Linked DNA regions of Mus musculus: region 1 is linked to region 2. A link is a contact called in public HiChIP or PLAC-seq data. All regions are on one chromosome and are shown on one strand. The core of a region is the stretch at or near the end of the contact, and the rest is flanking DNA. Distances in the headings are between cores, read along the strand shown. Region 1 overlaps Acsf3 (acyl-CoA synthetase family member 3). Region 2 has its middle 7.8 kb from the start of Gm10612.

Region 1 (3,706 bases), core at 1,147-3,646, 100 kb after region 2:
AGATGACGGGGGACTCGGAGATGATGAGATAGAGAGGAAATGACCTCACCATGGCACTGAAGCCATCCTCATCTACAGCGCTGCCCACTGAGAAGACGCTGAAGACTACAGTGTGTGTGCTCTCCTCTGCCTGCAGCACTGGAACAGGACACAGAGACAAAGCAGAACCTGGCGAGCAGTGGGAAGGAAGTTTCCACTGGGATGGCTGTGTCCCGGGCGATGAGGAGGCTTTGAAGCTGGCGAGGCAGAGGCAGCACAGGCTCCTGGGTCCTCACTGCAGCGAGCTGTGCACTTTGAAATAATAGATTATGCCATACATGGTCGCCCTGAGTTTTGTTTTTCTTTTTGAGGTTTTTGTTTGTTTGTTGTCATTTTGGGGACAGGTTTTTGGTTGTTGTTGTTGTTGTTGTTGTTGTCATGTGTTACAGCCCTGACTGTCCTGGAATCTGTTTTGTAGACCAGGCTGGCCTTGAACTCAGAGATTTGCCTGTGTCTCTCTACCTCCCAAGTACTGGGGTTGAAGTCATGCACCACCACACTTAGCCCAGTCACTCTGATTTGTAAAGTCTTACAGCCCAAAAGACAGAGCTACTTAGCTGACTGGAGTGGGGTGACTCACGTCACCAGAGGGGAGGCCTAGGCACCTGCATACCTAGAGACAGAAAACAGCGTCTCCATTGGCCTGCCTCCCGACCCTCTGCACTGCAGTGTCAGCCATGGAGGGTCAGCGCCTCATCTAAAACAGGGACCGAGCAAGCAGAGCTCACCAGGAGCTAGAGCCCGAGATACCGAGTATGTGCAGAGTGCACTGAGCTGCTGTTTGGGGGACACGTCCTGTTAGATTCCTTTTAACCAGTGTTAAAATAAGGCCTGAAGACACAAAATGAATCCTCAGGAGAGAAGTGTTGGACATTGGCCTCATGCCTGGACGTGCTGACCTTTATACGCCCCACCCTGTACCCTGTTCCTGCTGTGCTTGGTGGCACCAAGACTCAGGGCCCCAAGTCAGCAGCAGAGTAAAACTTCAACCCAGGGCATTGTCCAGAACCACAGGGACTTCCTGGGCACATGCCCACCAACTGGGTCTGCCTCAGCTTTGCAGGAGGAAGTGTAATGCCAGAGGTTTGGAGCAGCCCAGTGTACAGAGTAAACCATAGGTGCCTAAACACGAACCCCTCCCACTTTCACATTAGCCCTTTCTGGGATGCACCCGTGGTCTGCTTTAGTCAGCCCCTGCACACATCTGTCCCCTCATATAAATCTTCTCTGGGTCATCCAGCTGGTGGCCAGCTCTCCCTGACCAGGCAGCAGTAGTGAAGAATCCACGTGGCCGTGGCAAGGCCACATGGTCAGCAGTGACTCTGGCTGTGCACCAGCAGCTGCTACCATAGCCTCAGTGAGGCTTTGGCTTGCGGGCTGGCTGCTCACACACACAGGTTGCCACTGTAACAGAGCACAGTGATCTCACAGTAACCCCATGTCTCACATACAGGAGCAAGCATAGCCCAAACCCAGCTCTAATTCCTACCCTTTTCCCCATTTTCCTACAGGTTCTGTGGGGACCCCATTGCCAGGAGTGGAAGTACGCATCATCTCAGAAAACCCGCAGAAGGGTTCCCCCTACATCATCCATGCAGAGGGAAACGAGAGGGGGACAAAGGTGAGGTCATCGTTTGAAGGTTTCTTCCTCACCATGCAGGGGTGGGGCAGCCATGGACAGGAGAGATGCTGAGGGATGTGACGGGTTGTGTGCTAGTGTGTCTGAGCCTCGCCCAAGAGGCTCTTCCATTCCTTCCCAGAGCAGCCCAGGCCTCCCCATAGCTCTGTCCCTGGAGGACATTTTGAGGGTCCATATGGTTTTACTAAGGAGCATGGGGCAGCACAGCAGCAATCCTCACAGACTAGGCCTGTGGGAGCGTTGAGCTGTCAGGTACCGGTGCCATCTGAAAGCCCGTGTGTTGAGCCCCTTCATCTGCAGGAAAGTGGGTCTCAACTTCATATGTGACTTTTAACTTGGCAAGTGTGGATAGGAGGGGGATGTTGTCTTCTTCGATTGATGGTTTTAAGAGCTAGGAACTAGAGGGTGGGAGGGACAGCTCAGTGTGTAAGAGCACTGGCTACTTCCCCAAAGGACCCAGGTTTGATTCCCAGCACCTACATGGCAACTCCAGTTCCAGGGGCACACACACACATGCTGGCAAACCACTCATGCACACAAAATAAAAACAAATTAGTCATTTTTTAAAAGGAGCTAAGAACTTCTAATCATAAGCCTCAGCCCTAGAGATTTAGGATTCATGGGAAGTGGAATTTTGACCTGAGAGGAAGTGATAACCCCAGAGGCTGAGAGGGTGTTGTGTGCCACTGATGCTGTGACCACGAGGAAGGAGTCTTGTGAGTCAGTGTCTTCTCCACAGTGTTAATGTCATGCCAGCAGGCCTCCCAGCACTCCCTGGATCCATCCCTACCGAGGCAGCTGTTGAGGTCTTTGGAGTCCTGTCTTTACTGCCCTTAGCCTCCACCAAGGGGAAGTTGGTTGCTGGTGCTCCAGAGAGCAAGCAAGTGGGACATGTCGGCTCTGAGCTTGTCTATGAAGAGCTTGGTTCATCATGAAGTAAACGTTCTGTTGTCCCAGGAACACTTCCCACCCTTCCCCTGTGGTGGGGTCGGCGGTGTCTCTGGCCTGCCCTGGAGCTGCCTTGGTCCCTTATTGAGCGAGCTCTTATTCTCTGGACTCTTCCTTCTGGGGCCTTCTCTGAAGACCACTGACCTGACTGAACATCTCTTATCTCCCCTGCCCACAGGCCCCATCAAGCTGGCCCAGACCCCCTTCCCTGACTCTGCCTCTGCCACCCTTCATACTGAAGTGTCTGTAATCACCTAACTTTTCCTGGCTCTTGGGCCTGTGCCCTCCATACCCACCCTCAGCTCAGATAACAGCGCATGTTTGGGCCACGTGCCTCCCCAAGGCTTCACCAGTCCCCAGCTTCTGTGCCTTGGTGGATTCTCTCAGGGAGGGTCGTGGAGGGCTGAAGCTGCACCACGGTAGCTTTTCCCATTCAGGTGTCTTAGGTACTGGACCTCAGGAAAACGGCACAACTGTGGCCTGGGGCAGGGTGGGTGGGGCAGGCCACTGTCTGAGGTTGAGATGAAACTCATTAGCACCTGCACAGCAAGCTGCAGCTCACCACGCATGTCTGTCTGTCTCGCTGTCTGTCTGTCTGTCTGTCTGTCTGTCCGTGTGTGTGTGTGTGTGTGTGTGTGTGTGTGTGTGTGTGTGTGTGTGCACAGTACACAGACTCGGCATTTAGAGCTGAGTTCATAGACACTTGGTTTTCTCATAATTATAAATCCTAAGACCTTTATCTGTGAGGTTTGCAGAACATGACTCTAAATGTTGGGGTTTCTCCCCTGGTGGTTAGTGATGGGCGGTGCCCACTGTGCCCACTGTCCATATGCGTGGTGTGGAGGACATACCTCTGGGGCTGTTGCCGATAGACTGAGAATGCCAGTTTTACAAGTGGGACTTCCTGCGGGCCGTGCCTACTGCCTTCTGGAAGGCACTTTCTGCCTTTGCACACTGCTGCAGCAAGCATCGGCCCTCTGTGCTCACCTGCCAGGGTGTGTAGTCTCAGCCAGGGGCTACCTTCATGGAATGCCAGTGCCCCTCTGGCTGGATAGTGTCTAACCTGACCCTGCATTCCTT
Region 2 (4,000 bases), core at 202-2,701:
CCTGAAACTTGCAGCCATCATCCCGCCTCTGGCTTCTGAGTGCTGGGACTATAGGCATTTACTAATGTCCAAGTTCACCTTAGCCTTAGACACATAGCACATAACTGTACCTCACATCTGAGGCCTGGAGCACCCAGAGATGAGTCAACCTGGAATAAGGGTCTCTTGGGGCTCTGATGCCCCAGTGCGGGTGTCCAAGACCAGCTGCTCATCAGCACCACTTGAGGAGCCTCGGTAGGTACTTGTCTTTTTCCTGAAGAGCTTTCAACCTGCCTACATGCCTGGAGACCCAGCCATTGTCCTTGGAGAAGGAACCTAGGCAGAACTACTCCAGAAATGTCTCTACCCCTTCCCTCTCTCACACAGCCTGCCCGGTAACACTATGGACTTCCAGGGCTGCCCCTCCTACCCCAGATTCATACCAATCAATTCACAGAGTGTGAACAGAGTCAGAGTTTGTATAGGGATAGTGGTCCCTCTCCATGTCCAGGGAAGTTTAGGTAAAGGTGACAACCAGATCACAACACTACCTCCTAACTCTCTGCCATGACCACTGCCCTCACTGTGCCCTCAGGTAAATAAAGACCTACGGAAGGAGACACGTATCCTGTAGATGGTGCGGATGGCTTTTCCTCAGACAGAGTAAAGTGCAGATAAACTGAAAAAGAGGCATAGCCAACTCATGGGATACTAGTTATCTGTAAATGGACAAAGCACTGTTACACCACACATTGGTGACCCTGGAAATAAGCCACAAGGTAAAAGAAATGGGAAGTGCCCCCCACCCAGATGACACATGATAAGAGATGCCCAGAGGGGGCTGGAGAGACGGCTCAATGGTTAAGAGCACTGGCTACTCTTCCAGAAGTCCTGAGTTCAATTCCCAGCAACCACATGGTTGCTCACAACCATCTGTAAAGGGATCCAATGCCCCCTCTGGTGTGACTATATATATATATACATACACACACACACATATACATACACACACACACACACACACACACACACACACACACACACACACCTTTTTTTTTTTTTTAAAGAGAGATGTCCAGGAAAATCCAACAGAGACAGAGAGCTAGTTAGTGGTGGCCAGGGAAGAAGGGGACAAGGAGTGACAGCTTGGGGGACAGGGCTTCTTTTAGGAAGCAGCAAATGTTCTGAAAACAGAGGTGTGGACTGGACTGACTGTAGCCTGGGAGCAGCAACTGAGGCACACTGTGAGAAACATCTGGCTGATACCACCTTAGTCAAAATGGAGCTGCAGGAAGCACCTTGGAGCCACTGATTCTGTGTGCTCAAGGGTGGCTCAGGGGGTACAGTCTCCTTAAGGCAAGGTGACCTATCTGAGGGGGAGCTCTGGGTGTGGCTGGGATCTAAAATTACTGCAGGTCCTGAAACTGTTGGGGAGAAGCTGAGGGTAGTGTGGCTGCTGGGCGGAGAACTGTTCCAGGAAGGAAAGGAGAAGTTGTCTTGGGGTGTGTGTGTATGCTGAGGGACTGTGGTAGAGCCTAGGGGTGGGGGTGGACAGAGGCAAGGTGGAGGGATAAATAAACCTTTGGGTTCTGGAACCTTTTGGCTTTTGTGTGCCTCTGCAGTAGGTTTTGATGGTAGAGAGGCATTGCTCCATAGTGCAGACGGGATACTGAGTAAGGGGGTCTTCATGCCTCGCACCGGCACATAGGACCATGGCTCATCCCACTTCACACCGCTTCACAAAGGTGCTGAATGGATCGTTAATGGGCTACAAGTAGCTAGCTTATATCTAGGCATCTTCAAGAAAGAGGATAGGAAGGCAGGCAGTATGAAGACATGGGTTCCAGATGGTATCATTGATCTTCCAACTGGACCTTTTGTTTTTTGGGCTTTTTCTATGGGCATCACATAAACTGTGTCTAGCCCTGGACCAGGCTATCTGCTATCTTCAGGTCAAAGCCATCCTACTTAAACCAGGGTCTAAATTACTGCTGAATAGAGTTTCCAAACAAGAGATAAAACAATAAAAGATTCATCTATCCATCCATCTCTCCATCTATCCATCCATCTCTGCATCCATCCATCCATCTCTGCATCCATCCATCCATCCATCCATCCATCCATCCATCCATCCATCTAGCCATCCCATCCCATCCATCCATCCATCCATCCATCCATCCATCCATCATCCATCCATCCCATCCATCATCAAACCATCCATCTACACACTCATCTATCATCCTCTGTCCATCTACCTATTCATCTATACAATCATTATCAACTACCCATCCACACCATCATCCTCTACCATCTGTCCACCATCCGTCTCTCCATCCTCTGTACATATTTATACACACATCATACATACATCAAACATACATCCACTCTTCTGCCCATTCTTCACAGAGCACCCTCACCAAGGCCCTCTGTCCAGCCACTGGTTCAGAACAGTACTTGTCACACGATGCTGACCTGGATATCAGTCCCTGTGTGCTGCTGCTTTGATCTTGCCATATCTCCTATGTGGTGTGTGGCACTTGCCGGTGCGTGCCTTTGCGTGTCGAGTGAGAGGCTCTGACCTTGACCTGTATGACTCAATGGTGAATTTACAAGCCTAACTCACCCATGAGAACTTCATACCCTGGGTCATTGCTGTCCACCCAGAGAGAAACAGCCGAAGTTCTTGTGTGACCAAACTAAGCAAGGCCATTTTGTAATCATGCAAACGAGTAATCTCTAGAGGCCACGCCTGCCCAATGTTAAAAAGTGCCACAGAACCACTGGCTTCTGGAATGGGCAACCCCTCCCCAACTGACCATGTGCTAAATACGGGCTTGGGCCTGCACAGGGAATCCACAGAAAGGTCAGAATTCCCCTTGGCCACCCACGCAGTAGAGTGAGCAGCCTTTCCTCTTCCGTCTGCCTTAGGGGCAGGGCTGAGATGATTCTCAGAGACCACTATGCATAGTGTGCACTTGCCTGCAGTCTCGCCTCCACTAGCTGGGTCTCCCTGAAGTGCCTTAGCCAGGAGCTGTTGACTAGCAGGGTACCAGGGTAGGTTACCCCACGCAGGGTCAGAGGACATCTGTGAGTAGCCTGCCAGTGAGCAGAGCCTGATAATAGGACTGTGTGCCCATAGAACTCTTGGCTCCTCTCCCACCCGCTTGGCACAGCTGGGGATCCTCCATGAATCTCCCACACCCGGACAGGCTGACTTTGGCTCAGCCTGCCCAGCCTCGCGAGGCATGCAGCCCACTTAATGCCAAGAACCCAGTCCTTCAGGTCTGAGGAACTGGGCCAGGGATTGCAGGATCCCCAAGAACTTTTACTGGATGCTTGGATAAATACCTTCTGAATGTGAGCTGTGGTTTACAGGGCTACAAAGACCAGGGACATATCTCCTGTTCCCATCGCCACCCTTTGAGTCCAGCCTCTTTCCCCTGAGAGCAATACCGGTAGCCACTTTGGATTTGGGCCTCTGCTAAAGGCCTGGATGTGGCCTCCGTGTTTGGATGTGGGCAGCCTTATGTGAGCATCTTTGCAATAGGGGAGAGTCAGGGGCTCAATTTTCAGCAGGGAAGCAGAGAAAGAACACATGGGCTTATGTGGCATGTCCACCCCGGGGACCAGCAGCCTCCATGGGAACCAGCACAGACCAGCAGAAAGGAGATAATGCTCTTCCTGTGACAAGTTAACACCCCAGTGCCTGGGAGAACTGCTGTAGAGGAAATGGGGGCATCAGACGGTTCTTATGTCCATCTGGGTGCTGCCACTGCCCACTTGGTTGGGATGCATGGATCTGGGGGAAAGCCAGACAGTTACTGTCCCCATTTTACAACGAGAAAACTGGCTGGACACAGGGATGACTGCCTAATGTCAAGAGCATTAGAAAGGTTTCACAGAGCAAGCAGAACAGATGGAGAGCCACAAGGTAGCTGGGAAGGCAAGCCTCAGGGTGTGGCCAGGGCAAACACAGCAGCCGCCTCATCTGGGCCTTTCCCTGAAGGACCCTGTGGAAGCC

What was found. HiChIP or PLAC-seq counts read pairs in DNA pulled down with a chosen protein or histone mark.
Region 1: a contact with region 2 is called in an H3K27ac HiChIP or PLAC-seq map of bone marrow-derived dendritic cells, with 2.9 times the contacts expected there. The contact joins two enhancer-like sites. A contact is called at or near these places in 14 of 39 promoter capture datasets (the 3T3-L1 cell line, 3T3-L1-derived adipocytes, the C10 cell line and 8 more), 3 of 484 Hi-C or Micro-C datasets (bone marrow-derived macrophages, embryonic fibroblasts and spermatogonial stem cells), 9 of 115 datasets of contacts at active chromatin or transcription factors (the HPC-7 cell line, bone marrow-derived dendritic cells, double positive thymocytes and 6 more) and 4 of 9 other capture datasets (adipose tissue, liver, macrophages and 1 more).

The regions. Positions count from the first base shown.
Region 1 is chr8:122,789,040-122,792,745 of GRCm38.p6, forward strand. It overlaps Acsf3 (acyl-CoA synthetase family member 3), which reads left to right. Exons shown (of 10, transcript NM_144932.4): 6 at 1,551-1,660. Among named protein-coding and RNA genes, the nearest start is that of Acsf3, 15 kb to the left of the region's middle. Within about 2 kb of position 2,397, at least 9 of the 459 cell types and tissues checked have an H3K27ac peak or open chromatin away from gene starts, as enhancers often do. A contact at or near this core is called in bone marrow-derived dendritic cells, where this site is marked.
Region 2 is chr8:122,688,085-122,692,084 of GRCm38.p6, forward strand. It overlaps a transcript of Cbfa2t3 not described here. Among named protein-coding and RNA genes, the nearest start is that of Gm10612, 7.8 kb to the right of the region's middle. Within about 2 kb of position 1,452, at least 26 of the 459 cell types and tissues checked have an H3K27ac peak or open chromatin away from gene starts, as enhancers often do. A contact at or near this core is called in bone marrow-derived dendritic cells, where this site is marked.